Regions from separate parts of the Mus musculus genome. Here all the other regions are linked to region 4. The links are chromatin contacts, called in public HiChIP or PLAC-seq and promoter capture Hi-C maps. All regions are on one chromosome and are shown on one strand. The core of a region is the stretch at or near the end of the contact, and the rest is flanking DNA. Distances in the headings are between cores, read along the strand shown. Region 1 holds the start of Gskip (GSK3B interacting protein). Region 2 holds the start of Serpina3f (serine (or cysteine) peptidase inhibitor, clade A, member 3F). Region 3 holds the start of D430019H16Rik (RIKEN cDNA D430019H16 gene). Region 4 holds the start of Dicer1 (dicer 1, ribonuclease type III).

Region 1 (3,253 bases), core at 365-2,864, 930 kb after region 4:
TTTCTGTTACTCAAACTAGAGCTGTCTAAACTAACTTGTGTGTGCTCTCTGGTTTAAGTCACCTAGTTTCGTTACAATTACCTTGTGTCATACCTCTTAATACAAGTTGTCAAGGAATTTCCATAATTTAAGCTTTTCGAAAAAAGAGTAGACTCGACAAACCCAAGGCCTTAAGTAAAATAGTAGGCATTTTAGCCCACTGATGCAAATACAACTGCTTCTGGCGAACTGAATATACTCAAAGTTCAGGTGAAGTCAACTCACAGCCTCTAGGAGGAAACAGGTTCTTTAAAAAAAGGCTGACGCTGCGGCTTCGGCTCCCGAGCTTTTGCAACATTTGCGTTTACGACCTGTCGATCTATCACGTGAAGCAAAAGGGCAAATCTAAACAGCACTACTGGGGCCATTCACAACCTCACGCAAGCAGAGCAGGCAAACTGGCAAGAGGGGCCTTCGCCTAACTTTCTTTCAGTGAATGAAGACAACCAACCCAGCAAACGCAAATATACCAGCATCCAGACCAAAATAAATAACTGGGGATTTCTGTCACCTCCTCTTCATCTTTAATTTTTCTTAACGTCATCCACAGAAATAGGGTTTGTTTGCCTAGGAACACCGCAGACACTCGCAGCCCAAGAGGCAAGGGTGGCCACGTACTTTCCTGGGCCTGCCTCACAAGCGCCCCCCCCCCCCCCCAACCAATGACTCGATTGTTTCGCCCCGTGTGTGCCTCCATTACACCGTTTAAGCCGGAGCACGTGATCTAGGAGCGCAAACTTGCTACACTTTACACACTTCCCTGAGCCGGGCCACACTTGAATCTAAACAATTCCCAAAGGAGAACCGAACGTGCCCGATGCTGGATGACAGTCGCTCAGGTCTCGCCCTGGGGAGAGCCAGTTCCTACCCCTGCTGGCTGACAGCAGCTTACCCATTTGTCCAAGGGGACCTGGGCAAGGGACCCGGTGCCCTGGTACAGATCCAGGCTCAGCTGCTCCAGGCTCAGCTTCTCCTGCAGGAAGTGGCCCAGGTACCTCTGTAGGAGGTAGCGACAGGCCCTCTTCTTGATGGATTCTGAAAATGGCCAAGGCATGGTGAGGGCTGGCGGCTCGAGGGAGCCGGGGCTGCACGCGGCGGCGACTCGGGGGATCCGACCTGGGCTCCAGGCAGCGGCAGCGCCTCAGGGTCGGCCCGGCGGCGTCCCCAAGCCGCGGTGGGGATCTAGGTTCGCGGTGGCCGCTGCATGTCGGTTCGGCGCCGCCGTCCCTCAGGGCAACCCCATGGCCCGCGTCGCGACGCTCGCACTAGGCCCGGCGGGGACTGGGCGCTGAGCAGAACCGGGCGCCCCAAGCCGGGAGCTTCCGAAGCGCTCCGTCGGTAGGGAGACAGAGGGACAGACAGAGAGGGCTGGCGGCTGAGGCGAGACAAGACTCCGACGCGGCGCGACTAATTTGTTGTCATCTACTGGGCGCGCTCCCGCCTGAGACACGCTCCTGGCGCGTTCGCGAGACCCAGACTCCCGGCACGTACTCGAGCAACGGGCACAAGCGGAAGTGACGCCATATTGCGGGGCTGGAAAGGCAGGAAAAAAAGAGTCCGGGCCGGAGCATTTCCGGTGGTGAATGGGCGGGGCAACTGCGGGGGCGGGGGTGGTGCCGGCGCCGCGATCCTGGCCCCAGCAGTCTCCGGACGAGGAAGGATAAGAACATGGGCGCTCGCAGGTGAGTGGGCGGGCTGGCTGCGGCCCGTGGAGCCTCACCTTGCAGTCGCGGCCGGGTGGTGGGCGCCGGCGGACGCCCGGACTAGGGCTGACGGAGGTCTGGGGGCGGGTCCGGCCTGGGCTGTCCTGCGGGAAGTGATGCGGGGATGCAGGGCGAGGACTGGAGACCCGGCGTTTCTGTCCGGGTTCTGACCGATGCCTATTGTCATCAGGTTGCCCCCCCCCCCACCCCCTTGCCGGCTTTGTTTGCAAAGCATCTAGTAGTTTGCCGTTTGCAGAGCGCCACGCCGACGACCAGGAAACTTGGGATCGGGGCGATTGCGGGCAGTACGGTTTCCTCTGTTAAATCCTGGCGCTTCCCGACCCGCTGAGGGGCTGCTGCCTCCTGGAAGACTTTGTGCTCTCCGCAGGCTCTGCGCAGCCCGATTTTTATCTTTTAGGGAGACAGTCTGTGAAGAGGCGCAGCTGGCTCCTTAGGAGGGCAGCCCCTAAAGGCCCGGAAGTCTGCTGTCCTGGGTTAGATTCCTGACACTTGACACTGGGCCACCTTGAACCTATGCTACCCTCTCTGAGCCTACATTGCCACCTCAGCCAGGTGTGAGCAGATTAATATCATAAACTCGAAAATTGAGGCAAATGAAATGACGTGTGCCGGGAAGGAACCTAAACCGAGTCCTGGATTGAGGAGACCGAATTAAGGAATTCTGGCCCGTGAATGGGGCATCCTCAAAATGGGTTCTTTTGGTTTAGTTGGATTGGGTTTTGAGACAGTCTCTCACTGGGTAGGTAGTTGAGGTTGACTTTGAACTTATGTGGCCCAGACTGCCCTAGAAATTAGGGTCTCCCAAATGCTGAAATGTCAGGCTTGCACCACCACACACCATTCGGAGTCTTTATGTGCTTTGTAAGAAAGGGCCTCTTATTTTTAAAAGATGATATTTTAGTTGGAGACTTGGAGGTAGAAAGATACATGAACGTCTGAGTTATTTTTCAGATAAGAACACCACCTGCAAGGCTTACCACATGCGTAATGCTTGGTAAGTACCAGGAATTTGAGGAGGGAAGACAGGAAGGAGTGTAGCCATCGCAAGGAATGATGGAACTTTTGCTCTGGGTGAAATAAAAAGAAATGCTACATAATCTGGCCTAAGACTGCTAACTACAGTGTTGCTAATAGTGGAATGTTGGGCTTAGAAGACCAAAGGTGAAAACAGCCAGGGCAGTGCTGAAGGACAGAGCAGTAATCCAAATTCTGTGGTTTGGCCTGGAGGAAAGCCCTGAAGACTAGAACCGGTTGGGTCTAGGCATATTTTGACACTAATAAGACATGCTTACCCGGCATCAGGTACACAGTTTTATCCCAGCACTAGAGAAACAGATGCAGATGGCTCTCTCCTTAAGTTGAAGGCCAGCCTGGTCTACATGGGGAGACCCTGGCTCAAAGAGACTCTGAACCTTACAAGTAAATAATGACAGTACTCTCTGTACTATAAACAGAGCTGGGTGGGAAGTCCCAGCAGGACCTTGTGTATC
Region 2 (3,179 bases), core at 661-3,160, 540 kb before region 4:
TTCCTGTCAGATGACCACACTTTGTTTCAAGTTGACATGAATCTAGCCTGCACAGTGGAAAGGAAAGAGCTGGAATGACCAACTCTAAAATTTGATGTTGAATGTGGTGGATAACTGGAGCCAGCAGAATTCAGCAGAAACACCCAGGAGTCTCAAAAGTGACACTTAAGTTAGGGTGGATAGGACCGTGTGAAAAGTGCCCAGTGTTCTTTCCCTGGTTTCACAACCAAATGTAAGCAAAGAGGCAGTGAAGACATTAAACTAAAGTCTGTAGATAGGAAGAAGATCTTATTGGGAATAAAATTGGCAGGCCCTCTTACTCCCCCTCCCCCACCTTCCCCCCCTCCCCCTCTCCCTCCCCTCTCTCCCTCTACCTTCTCCCCTCTCCCTCTACCTTCTCCTCTCTCCCTCTACACTCTCCCCTCACCCCTTTCCCCTCTCCTCCACTCTCCCTTCTCCCTTCTGCTCTCCCTTTCTCCCTCCTCCTCTCCTCCCAGTCCCACCTCTCCCCCCACTCCTCCCTCCTCCCCCCACCCCCCCATTTCATGCCTGCAGGCACAGAGAAGAAGCAACATCTGAAAGAAGAAAAAAGATTTGATATGACAGCAGTATAGGGTGCTTTGAGATGATTCAGGCTGTCTGCATGGAATAGAAACTAGGTCCCTTGCCTGAAGTCGCTGATATTTATGGGAATATTAAGGTTCTTCCTGGCGAACAGGAATAAACCATAGACCATCTTCTTTCCTGGTGTGTGTAGAGCCAACTTGAGGCTTTCCTTAGGCATCAAGAATCCTCCCTGTTAGGACCTGCACTTCCATTTGGGGGACTGCAGCTATGAACCGAACACATGCTGCTGAGAACTCACCCTACTGTTGACACAAAATCCACAGCTATGATCCTAAAGAGAGTAAGGGATACTTCATTCTAAAGCCAGTTTGCATGACAATTGTCAGAGAACACAGATTTTCATCACTCAAATTCCTTGTTCCAATGAGGAATCATCTCTACAAAATCATTATAGCTTTACAAAAGAAAGAAAGTCACAAACCTGGGCAAGTTTAGGAGACATGGGCGGATACCTGAGAGAGGCAGCTGCATCAGCATCAGCATGGGGAAAGCTGCTCTCTAGACTCAAGGCATCATCTGCTGCCATGCTTAGCTCTTGGGGTGCAGCTAGCTGGTTGCTAAGTTAATAGATCCTATTGTCACAGATGGCAGTTCTGACACACAGGCAGGCAATGCATGGGTGTTCCATAGAGGTAGAACTTAGCACAAGATAAGGTGATAATGAGCCTCTGTCAGGACCTGCCATGCTCCAATCTCTCTAGAGAACTCAAATTCCCATTAGCCAGTCAGTCTCTGCAGACAAAGACTCTTTTCAGATTTCTTCCACTGTCAGACACAGGCAGCTGCCCTTCAGAAGTCAGTTAGCCAAGCAGTGCAAAGCACATCTCTGTTTATTATGTACCCATTCTAGCATGACAGGACACTTATATAGAAGCAGGCTAAAGCCTGTCAGCATTGCAGAATGTGTGCCTCCAGCATGGACATAGAATTGTTTTCTCTTACAAAGCCCAGGATAAGTGTTAGCTTTAACTCTCCTGGGGACTTGTGGTCTGTGCTTGTGCCCGGTCTTTTTGCCTTCATTACACATCCCTCTCCCACAGTCTCCTTTCAACATTAAAAAAGCAGAAACCACACCAGGACACCCTCTACCATGTTTATTTATAACAGTTAGGGGATTGCCCAGCAGGAAATGATTTTGCAAGCTAAAACCTATCAGTTCTATTTCCTAGAAATCACCCATTTCCCATCAGAACCCAGAGCACAGCTTGTATACATCACCATTTCCTAAGATGTGGGACCAGTCCTTGGTGGAAATAAATAGTTCAGCAAACAGTGGAGAGAACAGCAGACCAGGAAGGCAGCAGCCCTGCCCACCAGGAGCCAGCTACCACAGACACTGGCCTTTGCTCCAGCTCTGCAGGTAAGGCGTGATACTTTCTCTCTGGTGAACAGAAGGAGTCTTCACTGGGTTTGTGGTATTGTCTATGACCTAAGGTTTTGTTTTGGGGGGGGTGAGGATTTTTATCTGGGGCAGTAGATTGGACTCCAGGAACATTTCTGCAGTGCATGAAAATCTTCACTCTTATCTGGGTCTTTATGGCTATGGAAGCTGCAGGTGCCATGAGCGATGCTCCTGGAAAGCAAATGGAGCCTGCACCTTCTGACCCTCCACAGGTCCATACTGAGACCTTGCTAATTCAGGTGCTGATGTAGAAGCCAGGAGGGGACAGTATTGTTACAGAGTCCCTCAGCAGATTGAGAACCACTGCTATGCTCATATCAGACTGCAGAGGCCTTATGTTCAGGGACACCACTTCCCTTGGAAATTCCATGGAAAGGAAACCAGGGCCACACTCTCTCCTAGACAGGTATAATATAGTAAGAACCCGGAAATCCCACCTACTTGCCCAGTGATTGGTGTCTTTATTCATTAGAAGGTTTACAGCAGTCACCTGAGTCCTTCCAGAAGACCCCTCTTGGAAGAGAAGAATTAGCACTAAAATACAAACAGCACCAGGACCATCCACAACAGAACTGAGCTGTCAAAGCCATTGGCAAGATCTTAAAAACTAAAGAAGAGAAGGGAAGAACAAGCTCTAGGAAAATGAGAGTGGAGGAAAAGACAGCAGCTTCCAAACAATGAGCAGTAAGTGTCTGATATTTTCATTTTTCATTCTCAGCACTATAAACAGAGATGAACTAAAGGCCCTGGTTAGTTGATAATTCAGTGGTTTTTGTGGTTTCTTGATAAGACAGGTATAATATAGATAAGACAACTACTCAGCTGCTGACTCAATTCTACTGCTCCACCAACAGACTAGCCTGTGTTCTGTGGAGATAATCTTGAAATAAAGTACTATCCGATGCTTTTCCAAAGAAATGGTTGCCTCAGTTTGACAAACAGTAAAGGTGGCTGAAGACCCTGGCTCCTCTGCAGACATGTCAGTGCCCTGGGGACATGAGGCAAAGCTCCAACACCTTCCTCCCCTGCTCTCCTTTCTCCAACATCTCCCAGTCTCTTATCCCCTCCATCTTCTCTTAGCTCCTTCATCCTGTCCCCTCATCCTCCCATCATACAGCCCATCTACCTTCCACTTCCACATTCCTTCTTC
Region 3 (2,963 bases), core at 324-2,823, 700 kb after region 4:
TAAAAAAGGAGCAAATTGTTCTCTATAACAACCTGGATGAACCTCCAGGTAGCTGGGTTGATTGACACTAACTAGAGGGTTATTAGTCATGGTTCCATTTATAGAGTTTTCTTGAAGTGACAGAAGTACAGAGATGGGAACAGACCAGTCGGGGACCATGAACACTTAGATTCCAGGCGGCTGGGGCAGCGGGGCAAGCAATAAAGCTTTGAAGAGATGGCCCTCAGGGCTTAAAGACCATTGCTTAGTCTGTGTAATTGTGAGCCTGAGCCTTTCATGGCTGGGCCATTTCTCCAGCTCCATTTATTCTTTCTGTGTGACTGCATGGAGGAGGCATTGTTGTTTAAGTTGTACACCACACATGCACACACACATACACACAATGCACACATACATACATATGCACTCACACATATGCACACATAAACACATAGACAAACACACACACACCTACAAACCTCTGCAAGAATGGCTTCATGGTGAAAGTGCAGTGGATGTGAAGGTTCTGGGTGGGCTGAGGAACTGCCAGGCCATAGAGCAGTCGTTCTCAACCTTGGCATCACGACCCCTTTGGGGTCAAATGACCCTTTCACAAGAATCGCATATCAGATATCCTGCATATCAGATATTTACATTACGAACCATAACAATAGCAAAATTACAGTCGTGAAGTAGCAACGAAAATAATTTTATGTTCAGGGATCACCACAGCATGAGGAACTGTATTGAAGGGTTGCAACATTATGTCGGTTAAGACCCGCTGCTGTAGCCCGGTGGGAACCAGTGGGGTTCCGGGGGGCACTGAGACTGAAGGCCAGTGCTTGGCCTGGAAGGGTGCAGAAGTGATAGATGCCAGAGTGAGGGAGCGAGGAAGAGTTGAGCCTGGAAGAGTTAGAGACCCAGGAAGCAAGAAAGGAAACAAACCGGAAGCACGGGGCAGGAGGTGGGAAGGAGAAAAGGAAGGGGGAGGGGGGAAAGAGACTGGAGGGATGGACACACACACTCCCAGAGAGCAACAGGCCCCTCTGGGTACCTCTGTGGCTCCCTTCACTGCATCGATAACCGTGACTTGGGCTACTTTTCTGGTAACTGAACCACAGGCACTGTTTGCAGGTTATGTATGCGATTCACTCCATGGTCTCCACTAAGGGCCTTCCTACAGCTCATCCTGTGGAGACATAATCCCTAGGTTCCGTTACTCCCATTCTACAAACGAGGATACTCAGATTCAAACGAGCACTAATTCACCCAAACCGCACAATACAAAAATGCTAGACTTTCCGCTTTGTTCTGCTCAGTTCAAGAGCCAAGCCTTCAGAAGTGTAGGAGCAGGGTTGCCACCGAAAGCCAGACACATCTACTCAAACAACTCCCGGAAAGCACTTTTGGGGCTGGAGTCAAGTGCCCTGGGAAGGGCACCCATCGCCCCAGCTGGCTCGCCTCAGACCTCACTTTCCCCATTTGGCCAGGGTAGAGAGAGGACTGCTAGAAATCAAGGGTCTGGCTTGGCCCGCCCTCGGGGGTGTGGTTGGGAGTGGTCACGTGGAGGGGCGCCGCGCCCGGGGTCTCCCGCCCACTTGGAGGCGTCTGGAGCCGAAGCCTGGAGCCAGCCAGGGCGCTGAGAGGGCTGGAGACTCGCCACCACGCCAGGGCTGCTGAGGTCACGGTCGCCGGGGCCCGAGGGCACCTGCTCGCGGTTCCGCCCGCTCTCTGATAATTGTGCGGGAGGCTGGACTCGCAGCGGCGACGGCGACGACAGCAGCAGCAACAGCGAGGACTGGAGCAGGGGCAGCAGCAGCAGCAGCAGCAGCAGCAGCAGCAGCCACACCAGCCGTGACACCATGGATCTGTCTTTTATGGCCGCTCAGGTAACCTGGAATCTTCCCCCCACGCGTCCTAGGGTCTCCAAGTTTGCAGGACCCCAGCCTCGCTGTCCTCCCGGGTGCATCTCTTGCATCCGTGGCCAGGTCCTTTGTCCCGAGCCGGGGAGCCCCACCTGGTGTACGTACTCGGGAGCTTGACTGTCCTGGATGGAGTGGCCCATACCCCTTGCACATCGAGGGGTGCAGTAGGGCTGTCTCCACTGAGCACCCCTACTTCTGAGAAAGACAGTTCCGAGGAGCCTGGGCAGTTGAAGTGGCCCCTCCCTGCCCAACCCCCACCCGCTGTTTGCTCTGGAGCCCCTGGACTGGCAGAGGGGAAGCTGCTCTCCCCATTCTGGTTTTGCTCGGCGCTGGTACTTGTTGGTGTCCTCTGGGAACCCCCCACCCCCTTTCTTCTCCACTGTGGGTGGGACTTTAGTCTCTAGCGCTCAGGAAGGCAGTGTGACAGGGCTTTGTGATAGAGATGCATGGTTTAAAAGCATTTTTGCTTTGTGCTGGGTTTGAGCAGGGAACCACCATCCGTCCCCACACAAAACAGGTTCCTCGTGGCAGGCGGACAAATGACCTCTTGGCGCTCTGCCTGGTCTCCGCTGCAGGAGAATCCCCTGAGTTGTGATCCTTGGTGTTCTCTTGAGCCAGAACAAAGACACACACCCTTTTCTGGGATTGTGTGTGGCCCCTGGGAAGACCCAGAGTCGACCATGGGTAAAGGCTACATTTGGCCGGACACAAGTCCCAAACCATGATATTTCACCTTCTGAGGTTGTGCTGGGAGCAGAGTGATAGGGGCGACATCCTGTCTCCTGGGTGCTTGTCAAGGACCTGCCCCCCCCCCCCCAACACTGCTGCTTGTTTTCCGGAGTGATGTTCGAAGGCACACTTTCGCCAGACTTTTGCCGGTGTGTTGGAAGTCTGTTTAAGATGTAACTTCAAAAGCCAGACTGGATATGGAGGGTTGTTCCCAAACGGGAACATCAAAGGAGCCAAAGTCCCCAAGTTGGCTCTGGGGAGTCAGGACCCCAGGCTTTGGGCTAGCTCTGAAGCAAGCAAGCTGTGAGCTCTAACAGCTCCTGTAACATG
Region 4 (3,000 bases), core at 315-2,814:
AAACAGCCTAGCTATACAACTCCTGCCCAGAAACACTGCCATAATGCAGTGCTCAGTGTGGGACAGGAAGACAACTACATTATTAATGCAGTTGCAAGGTCTTTTATCACCCAGTTAAAGCCAACCGAGTCATCTTTTGGAGCCACGTGTAAATTCACAAACTTAGGCTACTACATTGATCACTAAAAGCAGCCCTTGGTGCTGACAGTTCTATAAAATACACTCCAGTCATGATATTGTGCACTGTTTATATTACACACTGCATGTTTCACAGGTAGCCTGAAAAGTGAAACAGATTATTCCAGAACTCAGTCCCCAAAGATATCAAAAAGATATTTCCAAAAACACCCAAACTACTGCTTGCTACAAGCCTCACCCAGTATTCACCTTTCGGTTACATTTCAGGTCCTTGGTTACCATGAAAATTTTTGCCTAGAAAACTTAAAATGTTTATACCAATGAATTTCCAACTCAGCGATCCTACTTTACAACAGGTTTGAAAAACATATCTCAAGTTGCTTAACTCTTGAACTGCATCCTTTCCTACTGACTTACAGTGAGGTTCCTCAGAAAACTAACAATCAAAGATTCAGAAACTCAGGAGCGAACTCCCAAGTAAGTCTCTTTCACCCGATGACGTCTTTCAACACTTGATCACCATAATACTTAGGGCATCATATATCGGTAACTAACCCTTTAATCACAAGTCTACTCATAAAAGCAAGGACTATTACAGATCATAGACTCCCAGTCATCCATTTGGGCAAGTCTTCAGGACACTGGCTCTGTCCTGAAGGCAAAGTCACAAGGGCAGCTCATCTCTGCTAGGCAATCCACACCAATTTGGTGTGCTGGCTGGAGATGCACACAGATTTGGCTGAACGAAAGCCCCTTAAGCAAAGACCCTTCTTCGCAAGGTCCAGACGACCTAAAAGGGGAGGGGCACAAAACATGGCCTGGGCCACCCACCCCCTAGGGCCAGCCTTGGTCACCTGCCAATAAACACACAACAGTCCTTCCCAGGGCTCCAGCCCGCACCTCGCTGAGGCCTTGTCCCCCTCCAGATCCTCGGAGGCATCCAGGGGTCCCGCGCCATTTGGCAGGCCCGGGTCGCTCCCGAGACGCCGGCCCGCGTGGATACCTCCTGTCTTCTCCCGGGCTTCGAACGCGGAACGGGACCTGTCAAAGGCCGCTCCTCCTAAGGCGGGGGTGCGGAGAGGCCCGCGTGGACAGTTCTCTGCCCGGGCTCGGCGTCGCGGCCTGCTCCCGGCGCCCGCGCGGGCCTCGCGCAAGAGGCGGGCCGGGCATCGCCGTCCCCCGGGCCCGGACACAAAGCGGCCCAGCAGGGAGCCCGCCTCACCTGCAGCACTGGGCGCCGCGGGCCTTCCAGAACCATCGGACCCCGCTCCGGCGCGCGCGTCACAGCCCAGGCCTCCCGGTGCCGCCCGGCGCCGCCGCCGCCGCCGCCATTTCCTGCCGCTCGCCGTCGTCTCGTTCCCGCTGTCAGGTTACTCCATTCACCTGGGCCCGGAGCCGCCCGCGCCGCACCGCGCCGCGCCCCGACCCCTCCCGCCCGCGCCTGCGGAGACTGCGCAGCGCCCTGCTCGCCCGCAGCCCGCGCTCGGCCCGCGGCGACGGCGCACAGCGGCTTGGAGAATCCCACCGGCGTCGCGCCGCCGCTCCGCGCCCCCTCGCTCGCTCGCCCCGCGGCCGCATGAAAGCCGTCCTGTGATTGGACGGAGCGCGGAGGTGAAAGGTTAACCCCGGCCCCCCAGCCACTCAGAAGCCGGGAGACAGCAGACTCGGGCCGAGGCCGCGTCGGAGGCCCAATGCGAAGACCGAGCTCTGCAACGCAGTCAGCCAGCCTGCCGGCCGGCCGGAATCCTGAACGCGCCGCTGGGGCTACGCAGTCCCAGCTCCCGGCTCCTTTCCCTTCCTGATGATGGCACACATCGCCCCCATCCGCAAGCCCCGCTGCACCGCTCTTTTGGTCCAAAGAACTGATCTCTTTGGGCAGCCCTCAAAACCAACTTGAATAACCAGAAAATGCCCGCGGCGTGCAAACTTGGTTTTATAAGGCTGAGCTTTCTGCTGCGTCTTCTTGCTGAGATCAGAGGAGTAAAGAGACCGACTTAAAGAAAACCATCTTAGTGTAGGACCCTCCCCCACCTCCGTGTAGGCATCTTGGAAAAAGACTCCGGAATAGACTGGTACTCCAGGTGAGGGATGGACGCTTCTAGCCCCGGGCTTCTCTCAGCCACTGGAAGCGCTTACCTGTCCGTCTGAACTATGTCCAACAGTCCCACGTAGTGGTTGTTACCTCTCCAAATTAAGGCTAATCTTTAATAAGTGCAAGTGATTTGTTTATTTGAATAAATACTAGTGTCATTTGTTTCAATTTTTTTATTACTGTTATTTCGAAAGTAGGTCTCACTATGTAGACCAGGCTGTCCTCAAACTCCGCCTGCCTCTGCCTCTCAATTTTTGGGTTTAAACGTGTGTGCCACGCCGGGCGTGGTGGGGCACGCCTTTAATCCCAACACTTGGGAGGTAGAGGCAGGCGGATTTCTGGGTCCGAGACCAGCTTGGTCTACAGAGTGAATTCCAGGACAGCCAGGGCTATTACACAGAGAAACCCTGTCTCGGGAAAAAAAAAAGATATTTTTTTAAAGACTAACTCCTTGTCCATTAGCAGATGTTTCTGATTTCTTTACCTTTAACTTGGAGGCAATATGGTCCATTTGTTTTGTTTTGTTTTGTTTTGTTTTGTTTTTCGACACAATGTTTCTCTGTATAGCTCTGGCTGTCCTGGAACTTGCTCTGTACACCAAATTGGCCTTGAACTCATAAAGATCCAACTGCCTCTGCCTCCCAAGCACTGGGATTAAAGGCGTGCACCACATCCTCGGCTGTCTTTCAAAAAAAAAAATGGATTTGGACTATCCCAGCATGAGGAGGAGGAGGTTACCATAGCAAAATCACAGATCAAGGCCAGCCTGA

Evidence for each region. Promoter capture Hi-C pulls out the DNA fragments that hold promoters and counts their contacts. HiChIP or PLAC-seq counts read pairs in DNA pulled down with a chosen protein or histone mark.
Region 1: a contact with region 4 is called in an H3K4me3 HiChIP or PLAC-seq map of bone marrow-derived macrophages, with 3 times the contacts expected there. The contact joins the promoter of Gskip here to the promoter of Dicer1 in region 4. A contact is called at or near these places in 4 of 39 promoter capture datasets (the 3T3-L1 cell line, cranial neural crest, liver and 1 more), 3 of 484 Hi-C or Micro-C datasets (B cells, the G1E-ER4 cell line and uterus) and 6 of 115 datasets of contacts at active chromatin or transcription factors (bone marrow-derived macrophages, extraembryonic endoderm stem cells, large pre-B cells and 3 more).
Region 2: a contact with region 4 is called in an H3K27ac HiChIP or PLAC-seq map of large pre-B cells, with 2.3 times the contacts expected there. The contact joins the promoter of Serpina3f here to the promoter of Dicer1 in region 4. A contact is called at or near these places in 1 of 39 promoter capture datasets (liver) and 1 of 115 datasets of contacts at active chromatin or transcription factors (large pre-B cells).
Region 3: a promoter capture Hi-C map of hippocampal neurons shows a contact between it and region 4, with 6 times the contacts expected there. The contact joins the promoter of D430019H16Rik here to the promoter of Dicer1 in region 4. A contact is called at or near these places in 2 of 39 promoter capture datasets (the C10 cell line and hippocampal neurons).

The regions. Positions count from the first base shown.
Region 1 is chr12:105,683,738-105,686,990 of GRCm38.p6, forward strand. It overlaps Gskip (GSK3B interacting protein), which reads left to right and starts at 1,615. Exons shown (of 3, transcript NM_178613.3): 1 at 1,615-1,721. The coding sequence starts at 1,708. It overlaps Atg2b (autophagy related 2B), which reads right to left and starts at 1,504. Exons shown (of 42, transcript NM_029654.4): 1 at 932-1,504. The coding sequence starts at 1,093.
Region 2 is chr12:104,212,634-104,215,812 of GRCm38.p6, forward strand. It overlaps Serpina3f (serine (or cysteine) peptidase inhibitor, clade A, member 3F), which reads left to right and starts at 1,911. Exons shown (of 6, transcript NM_001168294.1): 1 at 1,911-1,987; 2 at 2,502-2,713.
Region 3 is chr12:105,452,283-105,455,245 of GRCm38.p6, forward strand. It overlaps D430019H16Rik (RIKEN cDNA D430019H16 gene), which reads left to right and starts at 1,574. Exons shown (of 2, transcript NM_001252508.1): 1 at 1,574-1,868. The coding sequence starts at 1,842.
Region 4 is chr12:104,750,388-104,753,387 of GRCm38.p6, forward strand. Dicer1 (dicer 1, ribonuclease type III) reads right to left here and starts at 1,565. Exons shown (of 27, transcript NM_148948.2): 1 at 1,361-1,565.